Regions from separate parts of the Mus musculus genome. Here region 2 is linked to region 1. The links are chromatin contacts, called in public Hi-C maps. All regions are on one chromosome and are shown on one strand. Each heading gives the region's core, a stretch centred on a gene start, on an enhancer-like site or on the middle of the called end of the contact. The rest is flanking DNA. Distances are from core to core; before and after follow the strand shown. Region 1 has its middle 57 kb from the start of 5430427M07Rik. Region 2 overlaps Cep128 (centrosomal protein 128).

Region 1 (5,167 bases), core at 961-3,460:
AGGGGGGAAACCAGAAACATATGTCTAGGGAGAGGTGGAAGATAGGAGGGGAAGAACATGAAAGAAAGAAGCTGACAAAGGAGAAAGGCTCAGGAGTGCTGGCCACAGTTCAGGCATGTGGCCTCTATTTACATTTGGAATTTCTTTTATGAGCAACAGGTTTGAAACTGGGTGCCTTCCCTATGGGGAGAAGAACATCTATACTGCCCTCTCCACGGGGCACCAGACAGCCTAGGGATGCTGTGTCTGAGATACCTCCAAGTGTCACTGTAGCTTCTTATGACTTTTCTCATGACTACCAATGACTTCCTTTCTGAAAATACAGTGACACCCTCATCATCAGACTCACAGGGACACTTACCAATGTTGAACACTCTTTAAGAGCCTGCTTATGAAACCTGCTTCCTCTACACAATGGTCCATGCATGACCTCTGCTATTTCCATAATCTGAAAGACATATTCCACTCACAGGAAGTATGTCTATTCTGTTTTTCAGAAAACAGCCAGTGAATCTGGTAAATATTTTACAACGCACAAGACACCTCCTTTCCACAAAGAATTATGATGTGGTTTTGTTTTGTTTTTCCCCCTTCCAGCAATCTGCACAGAGCTGGGTTGTGATTGTCCTTGCAGACGCTGACTGCCCACCGTTATGAGGCCTGTAACGTGAACAGTCTCATATTCTTCATACCATACCTATTTATCATATTCTACAATGGTGATTGATATCATGAATTACATCCCTGAGGCATGTGAGGTCTAAATCATAAAATATAGATTAATAAGATTCATTGTCTTGCTACCTGACAGAATTGACTCATACATTTCGGGACGATTTTCAGTGAAAGGAGTTGAAGCCAGAATGCATTTCTCATCATCCTAATTTAAACACAAAATGCAATTAACTGCAGCCCCTCAAGTCCCAAATATTCAAAGCATCTGGAGATTTATTTTATCATTAGAAGAGTTACTGCTCTGCCCTGTGAATACACCTGAAGGGGCCAGCTTTTTGTTATTTATTTCCCAATATGTGGAAAGTCAGTATAAAAATCAGCTTATTTTTAATTGACTATATGTTACTGCCTTACAGTTGCCCAAAGGGAAGACTGCATTCATGGGCTGTTTATATTTTTCACAGTGTTTATTTACCCCAGTGTAACTGAAAGGGAAGTTCACTTAACCTTTCCATCTTCAGCCGTGGGAAAATTGTACCATGAATCATGTGTGGAGAGTCTAGATATGGGTATGTGACTGTATCTTATGATTTCATGTTGAATGTTTGCTTTCGCAGACATAAAATTCAAAGGGACATTCTTGGTCTTCCCATTATGTTAAAACAATAGATGTAAGCCATATTATACAATTAATAATCACAGACTCCAAGGCACAGAGACACACTGTAGCCACTCTTATTTTAAAATACATAACATTCCAGTAAATATGTCTTTGCATTTTCAACATTGGAAAATGTATATTTCATTTGTACCCCCATGGTACTTTGGCACAATATTACTATACACAATGGCTTTGGAAGCTAGACCGTTCATTGTCCATTAACTCAGGTTTACTTGAGAAAAGCATTCATTTCTATTCCCTGGCTGTGAGAATCCTTTGAGTGTGGTGCAGACAAGCCATAGGATTCACTCATAATGAGGTGGTGACGTTGATAAGTATGCCACCTGGGGTGTCACCCATCCAGTCACAGTAACTGGCATCGACTCTGTCACAAGTTCCCATTGTGAGGATCTTAATTGGGCCAGCATAATGACAAGAACTAAAGGCCTAGATGCCACAGAAAGCCTTAAGTCAGCCTAAGAAAGGGAGGCTGTTGACTGGCCTGCGTTACCAGGCTCCATCTCACCGTCCAGAGTGAAGCGCAGGCTGCTCTTGGCTAACAAGGTGCTTAATATTCTCCTAGCACTTTTTAAAACTCTTTAACTTCATTGTCATTTCAAGAAAGCTCTGCCCCTGCTGGGAAAAATAATTTCTCTTCACCCAGGGCCTTTTTTCTTAGATTAATATTAATATCCCATGAGCATATTAGCTATGGAGGGAAGAATCTAGTGGCAAAATGAAATCCACCCCACTCCACTCACATATGACGTAGGCCATGTGAAAGAAAATTCCCCATTCCCAGGGCCCCTCGGCTTCCTCCATAACCTCTCTCATTCCCTTGTCTGAATCATCAGCTATTAATCCAGGTGCCAGCCCCTTGTTTGTGTGAAAGAAAAGTGGTGACATCACCCCTCTGTGTCATCCAAGTGGCATGGTGTGGACAGCAGCTCTTTGGGTTGTCCTCTAAATGCTGCTTAATTCACTCCCACAAGAGAAGGAATTCCCAGTCAATGATTGCTTATGATGACCCTTTTTTACCTGTTCCCTTCCTTAGCTAGAACTCACACACACAAGGCACACAACACTCTTCCCTTAACAAAATAGTCCAGTCCAAGATATTTTTCAAGTGAGTTTGCATAGGCATCTGAATGAGTACAAATATGGACTTGGAGGTCATAGTCTGCATTTACATTTGGGCTATGTCTATAATATGTGATCTTGCCAAACCCCTCTCCCTCTGTTTCCTCATGTAAAATATACCTTCAAATGAAAAGGTCACATGCCAATCCCATTGGGTTCTAGTGAGCACACAACAGCAACATGGCATTTGTATCTTACCTTTCCTCACACAAATAACAATCTGAAGACACATTTGTAACAGTTGATATATTAACAGGCACCCAGTAAATATTCCACATATCAAGGCAATCTGAAAGAATGAGTATAGTAATTCAAGACTTGGGTTCAGCTTGCCACTGAATTCTGTATAAGTGGAGACAGAATCTAGTTCATGGGATAAGTTTGTCAGACCCAGATAGTTAAGAAACGTTTATGGAAAATCACCACGTCCATGAGCTTTATGTATCACTGTACATAAGTCAGATAACTCTGAAGGTAGTCACAGGATGATTATGGAGTTCAAATAATATGAAATGCAGAAGTGCTAATTAAATTGTTCCAAGTCACAGGGCTTTTAAATTTAGAGATATAATTCTAATCCAACACAATTTCAAAGCAAACTACACCATGTAAAGAGCAGGAGGAAGGTGGATTATGCCAATAAAGTGGATTTCCAAAAGGTCAATATTGACTAGGGCACTGAAAACAAGATTTATAATTCAGAGGTGGTTTAGCTTCTCAGATTTAGCTTTGTAGCAGAGATTCAAACAATTCCCTGTCTGTTTTCAGACAAGTGATGAATGCCATTGCTGAATATCTCAACAGCCAACCCGGACTATTAGAGACGAAGAATGACCAGAAGACCATGAAACTCGACTTTCTAGCTAGCATCTGTAAGGCAGCCTTGCAAGCCCTGTGCCATATTGGCAATTAGTGGCAGGAAACAACCAGAAGTCAGGACCTAACAAGACGCTTACATCATGCAAGATGGCCCATGGGAACATTCTAGGTTGAGATTCATGTAGATGTAGGTAGATTCCAGTTCATAGTGAATTCGCCATTTCTTACTTTAATATCAAAGTTCAAAAAGATTGTCAAGAGCAATTCTAAAAATTCTCAGCACAGACAAGGTATCCGGTCATTTCTCTAGAAGAAAGGCTGGTAGAGTTTATATTTAGGAGCTTCCATTTTTAAAGTTTAACAAAATTTCTGATATAGTTGCATCTTATCATGGGAGAACAGAAGTTAAATACAGTCCTAGTGAGAAAGCAGCCTTTTAAAGAGAAAGTGATGTCCTACTTTATGCTCTTTTAAAGTAGTTAACGAGACTCTTTCTTTCAGATTGCTCCTCTCTGCATGTGACAGCCTTGATTATAGTGTTGGGCTTCTGGCTGCCTGATAGATCACTGATACTCTGTCCTGTATGTGGTACATTAGATGACTTCAGAACACAGCTTGCTGGGATTATGTCCTTCTATGGAAGCAGAAGAGACACAGGTTTCTGATTCCAATGACTTGCTCCTTCATAACCACGGTATGCACTACACACTCCCTGTTACATTCTTACCACTGAAGTCCAAAGGCATATAAGTTCTTATAAGCCATGACACGGTCTTTTGTCAGGCCAACAAGAAACAAGTTGCAAGAAGGCATCCTTCTTAAAAAAAATAATGCACCACCAAATTATACCAGGATGGCCAAAGGAATGTTAATGTGAGTTATAAAATATAAATGAAAAAAAAAACATTGAAGAAGTGGGGGTATAATTCAGTGATGAAGCACCTGCCTGACATGAAGTCTGGATTTATTTCTTAGAATGATGAACAAGAGAGAATGAAAGAAGGGGAAAGGAGGAAGAAGAGGAGGGAGAGGAGGAGGAGGAGGAGAAGCAAAAGAAGGAGAAGGAGAAGGAGGAGGAGGAGAAAAGGAGAAAAGCAAAAAAAAAAAAGCAGAAAAGCAGAAAAGAAGGAAAAGAAGGAGAAGGAGAGGCACACTGGATTATTTAAACTATGTTCTTTCAGCAATACTTCAATACTACAAATGCACACACAGCCAAATAGCTGCAAAATGCAGAATGTGAGAAGTCCAAGCCTTATGGGCTAAATGTCACCTATGTGCCCATCATCACTTGGTAAAAAGAGCTATGTTTGCAACAATTCAGAAACAGAGGAAGTACCAGAGGCAAAGACAAAGAAGTTCACCATGCAAGTGACATTTATAGCAGACACAGCCTGCATAAGATAAACTACTAAATAACAATGAACTGGCATACAAGTGAGCTGAGTTTCTCAAGCCCAGTGTCTGAGAAGGAAGAGACACTGGTGGGACAAACAGACAACCAAAGCACAATCAGATGCACACCAGATGCAGATGTAGGATGCAGCAAAGACTAACTGCACAGTGGGGGGAGCTCAGCTTCAAAGTGTCAACAGCTGTAGAGCAACTGGTGCTCACACATCTTTACAATGGCCAAGATCTATGCTTGTGCAAGCACAGATTAAATGGGATAATGCTTATATATATTTACTGACAAGCATTATGGAGCAATCAGGTTATTTCACGTTCAGCACATTAATCAGTTGTTAATAATAGTGATGTAGGGATACTATCTGATTGGCATAGTTTCCATAGCATTCATGGCACTGAAGGTATGGCTGAAACCTTAGGCCAACCTAAGAACAATGGAATGAATGCAGTTGGTCCATTGGTTCT
Region 2 (5,167 bases), core at 1,084-3,583, 320 kb after region 1:
AAGAAAATATCTAATAATGTGTTTAAATGAGTAAAAAGCATCATTACCGTTGTACTTGGGAATGTTTTGAGGCTACACAAACACTCAAGGAATTTTAGCTCAAGTCCAAATCCATAGATCACTATAGCAGTTACTTAGGTCTTTGTTACCAACCCCAAAGTCTCCCCATCAGAACATGCAGTCTAACAGCATCTAGAGACTTAGTAAGTTTACTCACAGGTCATGCTCACTAGGTAATAAAATCCTGAATGTCTTTATTCAAATCCCAGAAGGCATACTATATCAAAATAATTAATGAGTGATCTAGAATTATGTCCAACTATGTAAGTGAATATAATACACTCAGCAAGTCTCCATCAAACATGATGTTTTCTAAGTCCCTAGGGAACTCCAATCACCTATCTCTTCCAATATGTCTTGTCAAGTATGTGTTGGTCTGTCTGTAGCTTGTGACACTAGGCAACCTTCTAAATCCTACCTGATTTGTTTAGAGCAATCTGTTTCCATCCCAGTGATATGTTCTGAGCATCTAAACTCATAACCCATCTCTAACACATCGATGCCTCTGCCTTGTAAAGAAAGACTGTCATTTAACAGGTAATATGTGAAACAGTCATGTTCATTCTCACACAAATGAATATTTACTCCATTTGTCTCGTCTTGTAATCAATGTAAGTACTTATTATTCTCATTGGTATAAAACTAAATGAATTTAACTTAAATCAAGTTATGAAACTAAAACTGTCTTTTAAATTCAAATACCCATGCAAATAGGTTTAATTTTTTTTTAAAACACATCTATTTCTCTCTTTCTTCCTTTTTTTTTTTTGGGGGGGGGGGGGGGTTCGAGACAGGGTTTCTCTGTGTAGCCCTGGCTGTCCTGGAACTCACTTTGTAGACCAGGCTGGTCTTGAACTCAGAAACCCGCCTGCCTCTGCCTCCGCCTCCCAAGTGCTGGGATTAAAGGTGTGCGCCACCACTGCCTGGCTATCTACATCTCTCAAACATCCAAGAACATAAAGCAATCTTATACTCCTTCTTTCTTATCCACTTCAAGTTTCAGCACTTGATCACCTCTTTACAATAACGCTTTTCAAAAATAATAGTTTTCTGCTGAAGTCTACTTACTGCCTAAAACTTTATTTGATACTTTCCTTTTTAATATCCCTTGTGGTGTAAGGATGTGTAAGTCTGAGAAATTTTAGGCAATGGGATCCTTTAATTCTATTGTTTCAGGAAGAAGTGCACATACGAGGCACTGAGGAGTCATCAGAGCAAAGGACCCACTTGTGTTACATCAAGAAATGCCATCCCATTCAGACATCATCTCTGCTTTTACAGCAGCATGAGGCAGCAGACACATCAGCCCAGGGGCAATATTCTAACCTTGAATATTAAAGCAATTCTTCTTCATTAGGTAGTTCAGCATAAAAGTCACAAAAGTCTATACCATTCAGTCTGGATTGGAACAGCCTTCAACTTCTGAAAACAGATTAACACTGAAAAAGAAACATTTTACGAATGGGCAAGTCAAAATGACGAGCTATTGTGTTAAGCATTCACTCTAAGGGTTAACTCGTCTACTTCCTCTCTGAAGGGGCTAACCCCTGCACTGGTTTCTGTCTCCCTTTGACTAGACCAGGCAACTCAGAATTACATTAAAACTGACCTCGTAAAAGCAGCTATAAAAGAAAAGAAAGGATCACTTGCTGGTGAATGTCTACAACTGTGTTGTTTTGCCCTTTTAAGCTTAGTTTTCTTAGAGCCGCTTAGCCATAAAGCTATGGTGTGCCCTGCTCCAGAACTGTCATTGTCTTTTACAGTTTTAAGATCACAGGGATACCACAGAGTCTTAATAGAGGGCCCCTGAGGCACATTTAAATCTTTAAAAACAACAATTTTTCTTTTTTCCTTGAGTGTGGCTATTTGCACTACAAGGACAAACACATTGAACACTATTACAGTTCTTTAGAAGCAGATGAATGTAAACACTTACTGTTGTGGATTACCAAGAACGCAACCTTTCCTTTAGTGAGTGGAGGAAAAGGCAAAAGGAAAATGTGTGTGGAAACTCCCGCATCTTTCACAATAAACGTGTTTACCAAGCGTCTCTAATAGATGACACATTCAAATATGTGGAACAAATAGAAATTACAGGCTCCTTGTGTCTGCTGCAAAGGGACCAGCAAACTTGGTTATAATGATGGCACTAGAACCCTTAGTGAAAGATTGCATGCTAACTTTCTCATGGGCAGGGCCACTGGTATTCCCAGAGCAAAGCCATGAGCATCACGTGTCCTGATTCATGCTCAGCAGTGTTACAATGCATACCTCTGGTCACAGGGAAGAACGTGGAAATGATTCACTTGGAAACCCGCAAAACTAAAACAGGAAGAAAAAGACCTCCGGACTCATCTGAAACATGAGTCAGAATCATTATGCTCGCAGGGATGAACGGTCCGGTCAGCCTTTTTTTTTTCAGTATTTTATTTTCAGATAAAAACACATCACTGAGAAACAGAGCACAGATGCTCTTTCTCTACTTTTATGTTTAAATTTCCCACATAAAGATGAAGTAAAAGTCAGAGAATAAATACCTTAAGATTTCCAGATTACAATGAGATTACAATACCAATCAGATCACATGATACATAAGTTGAAGTTAGAAGTTGGTATTTATGTATATTATAAATGTCAACAATATCTTTGAGGACATTTGTTTACTCCCTGTTGAAAAGAAATTGTATTAAGGAGACAGGATTTATGAAATATTATGATAGAAACTGAATTTTCTTTTAAGAACACAGTTGGAAAAAAAAAAAGAACACAGTTGGGTGGCTAGCTCTGAAATTCTCTGTAGAAGCCTAAATACAACTCCAAAGCCTCAAACAAATGGACTAACGCACACTGGAAGAAAGTTTTCTGTGAAACCCAAGGACGCTGTTGCTCAGAATGAATGTGATTTGCTTAAATTAATGGAGATTTTTAGTTCGTCGAGTTCCACGAATTTCCAAAGGCTGTTTTTTCCTAAATCAAGTCAGAGATTGCTCCCCACGAGAAGGAGCTCAAGTCATGGAAAATCTTAGCCTTTAAGTCCACCCAGTTGGAGATTATCTGTGCCAACAAAAACTAATGCTCAAAAAAATGGTTTCTATCAAGTCAGAAAAACAATACACTTATATTCTAAATCTCTAAACAAACAAGTTTTCGACTCAAAACTAGCTAAATGGATTTTTTAAACTGTTAAAAAGCAGTTTATTTTATAGCCATGACCAGGGAAAGAAAAGCCTGCATTAAAAGCTACAACTAAAACAAACAAACTCCCTGTTTGGTTTTGGTAAGGTGGTGAGACTGCATGATGAAAATCTCAAGGAGATCCAATACACATGCCGACATGACACCTGCTCATCTGGGAGCTATCAGTGTAAAGGACACAAGTTCATAGGCCTGACAGTTGCTGGTCCCAGGGGTACATTCCTTTAATCCCAGCACTTGGGAGGCAGAGGCAGGTGGATGTCTGTAAGTTCAAAGCCAGACTGAGCTATCTAGTGATGCTTGGGCTCAAAAGGTGGGGAAAACCTGCTGACAGTTGAACCTGTAGGCTTCCCTCACGTGAGAGGCAAGCACATAAGTAGTCACAAGGAGCTGGCTTTTTTTTTTTTTTTTTTTTCCGAGACAGGGTTTCTCTGTATAGCCCTGGCTTTCCTGGAACTCACTTTGTAGACCAGGCTGGCCTCAAACTCAGAAATCCACCTGCCTCTGCCTCCCAAGTGCTGGGATTAAAGGCATGCACCACCATGCCCGGAGCTGGCTTTTAATGGTCATTGTAGACTCTACTACAAGTGGTTAAGTTCAAGTTATCAAAAGTAAAACATTATCTAATGATAATTCTAATCCTTAGCAAGGAGCCTTAAAGTTGTCTACGGTTTTCTAACATAAAGCCCAGAGATTTGCTTTGGGAATGGGCCTCTCCATGCCATCTGATTATCTCCTTTTCTTGTATGATCTGGTGCTTACTATGCTGGGAATCCAAGAGACTTTACAAGGAATATTGTGGTAGGATACATCAGAATTTATTCTGACCTACTTTCCCTAAGCAAACTTCGGGAAACTTCTCAACTCCAGTCAAAATATATTATTGGAGTCTGTTACTGTTTGAGGCACCTGGATCCAATGAGGCCAAAGAAGGTCATGGGTTCAGTCACCATGAATGCCAATTTGCTTTGCTTTGCCTCACAGCCATAATCTTTACCTCTAACACCTTAGCCAAAGGCCATGGGGAAGATGGACTAGGCCAGAGATCTGGGATGAGTCAGCAAAACTCCACTACCATGACTATGAAAATAATTCAAGACTAAACGCCCTCCTGACCAGTGTCAGGATTTCAGCCTTCAACTGTTTATAAATTTGCAGATCTGCAAAACAAATGCGTCGTTACTGCTTAAGAAGTTGGTGGGCTGAAATGCCATGCAAGCCTTTTAAAGTCTTTAATTCAAAAACAACAGTGGTAATAAGCATTATTCCCTGAAAGACCACTGCTTTTACTGGAACAGATTGTATTTTTATGCAATCTTTTACTTAATAAAAAACTTGCAAGTAAAGTTAAATGTGAGCCCAGCAAGGCACTTTCCAGGATTTCCTTCAAAATCAGAAGGCAGAATGCTCTTAGCAGAGGCTCTGTTTTCATCTGAGTAGTTTCCTCTCAAAAAAGCAACCCCGGCTTTTCTCAGAGGACCAGAGCAATGTGATATCCATTTGACGCTCTAAGTGGGGCCACTGAGCTAGAACTGTTGACAAACAGAAGATCATAGATAATTGTGGAAATTGAAATTAGAATTTCTCAAGGTTCATCTGTCTGCGGACAGAAAAGCCCGTAAACACACAACATCTTCCATTGTTCAGAGGCCCCAGGAATGTTATTTTATGCCTTTTGGTTTGGGGGTTTTGGGTTTTTACTACTTTCTAATAAAAATAAAACAGGACGGAATGGATGAATAAAGCTATCTGTAGCTGAGTGCTCTTTGTTTGCACAATATTACTATGCACTCAGTAGCTGCCCAATAAATATTAATTGATAATGATGGAAAAGGATTTTATAAACAGATGGCCTAGCAAAAATTCACTGAAGGATGTAGACAGAAGCATCGACCCTGTAACACAGAGATGA

Evidence for each region. A called contact is a pair of places that touch in the nucleus more often than the background predicts.
Region 2: a contact with region 1 is called in a Hi-C map of muscle stem cells, with 2.8 times the contacts expected there. The contact joins two enhancer-like sites. A contact is called at or near these places in 3 of 15 datasets of contacts at CTCF or cohesin (the NIH/3T3 cell line, large pre-B cells and pro-B cells), 20 of 484 Hi-C or Micro-C datasets (the C2C12 cell line, the G1E-ER4 cell line, the MC3T3-E1 cell line and 10 more), 2 of 115 datasets of contacts at active chromatin or transcription factors (the NIH/3T3 cell line and embryonic stem cells) and 1 of 9 other capture datasets (embryonic stem cells).

The regions. Positions count from the first base shown.
Region 1 is chr12:90,985,766-90,990,932 of GRCm38.p6, forward strand. No RefSeq gene overlaps it. Among named protein-coding and RNA genes, the nearest start is that of 5430427M07Rik, 57 kb to the right of the region's middle. Within about 2 kb of position 2,211, at least 9 of the 459 cell types and tissues checked have an H3K27ac peak or open chromatin away from gene starts, as enhancers often do. A contact at or near this core is called in muscle stem cells, where this site is marked.
Region 2 is chr12:91,303,623-91,308,789 of GRCm38.p6, forward strand. The region is part of intron 10 of Cep128 (centrosomal protein 128); the gene reads right to left. Among named protein-coding and RNA genes, the nearest start is that of Cep128, 78 kb to the right of the region's middle. Within about 2 kb of position 2,334, at least 52 of the 459 cell types and tissues checked have an H3K27ac peak or open chromatin away from gene starts, as enhancers often do. A contact at or near this core is called in muscle stem cells, where this site is marked.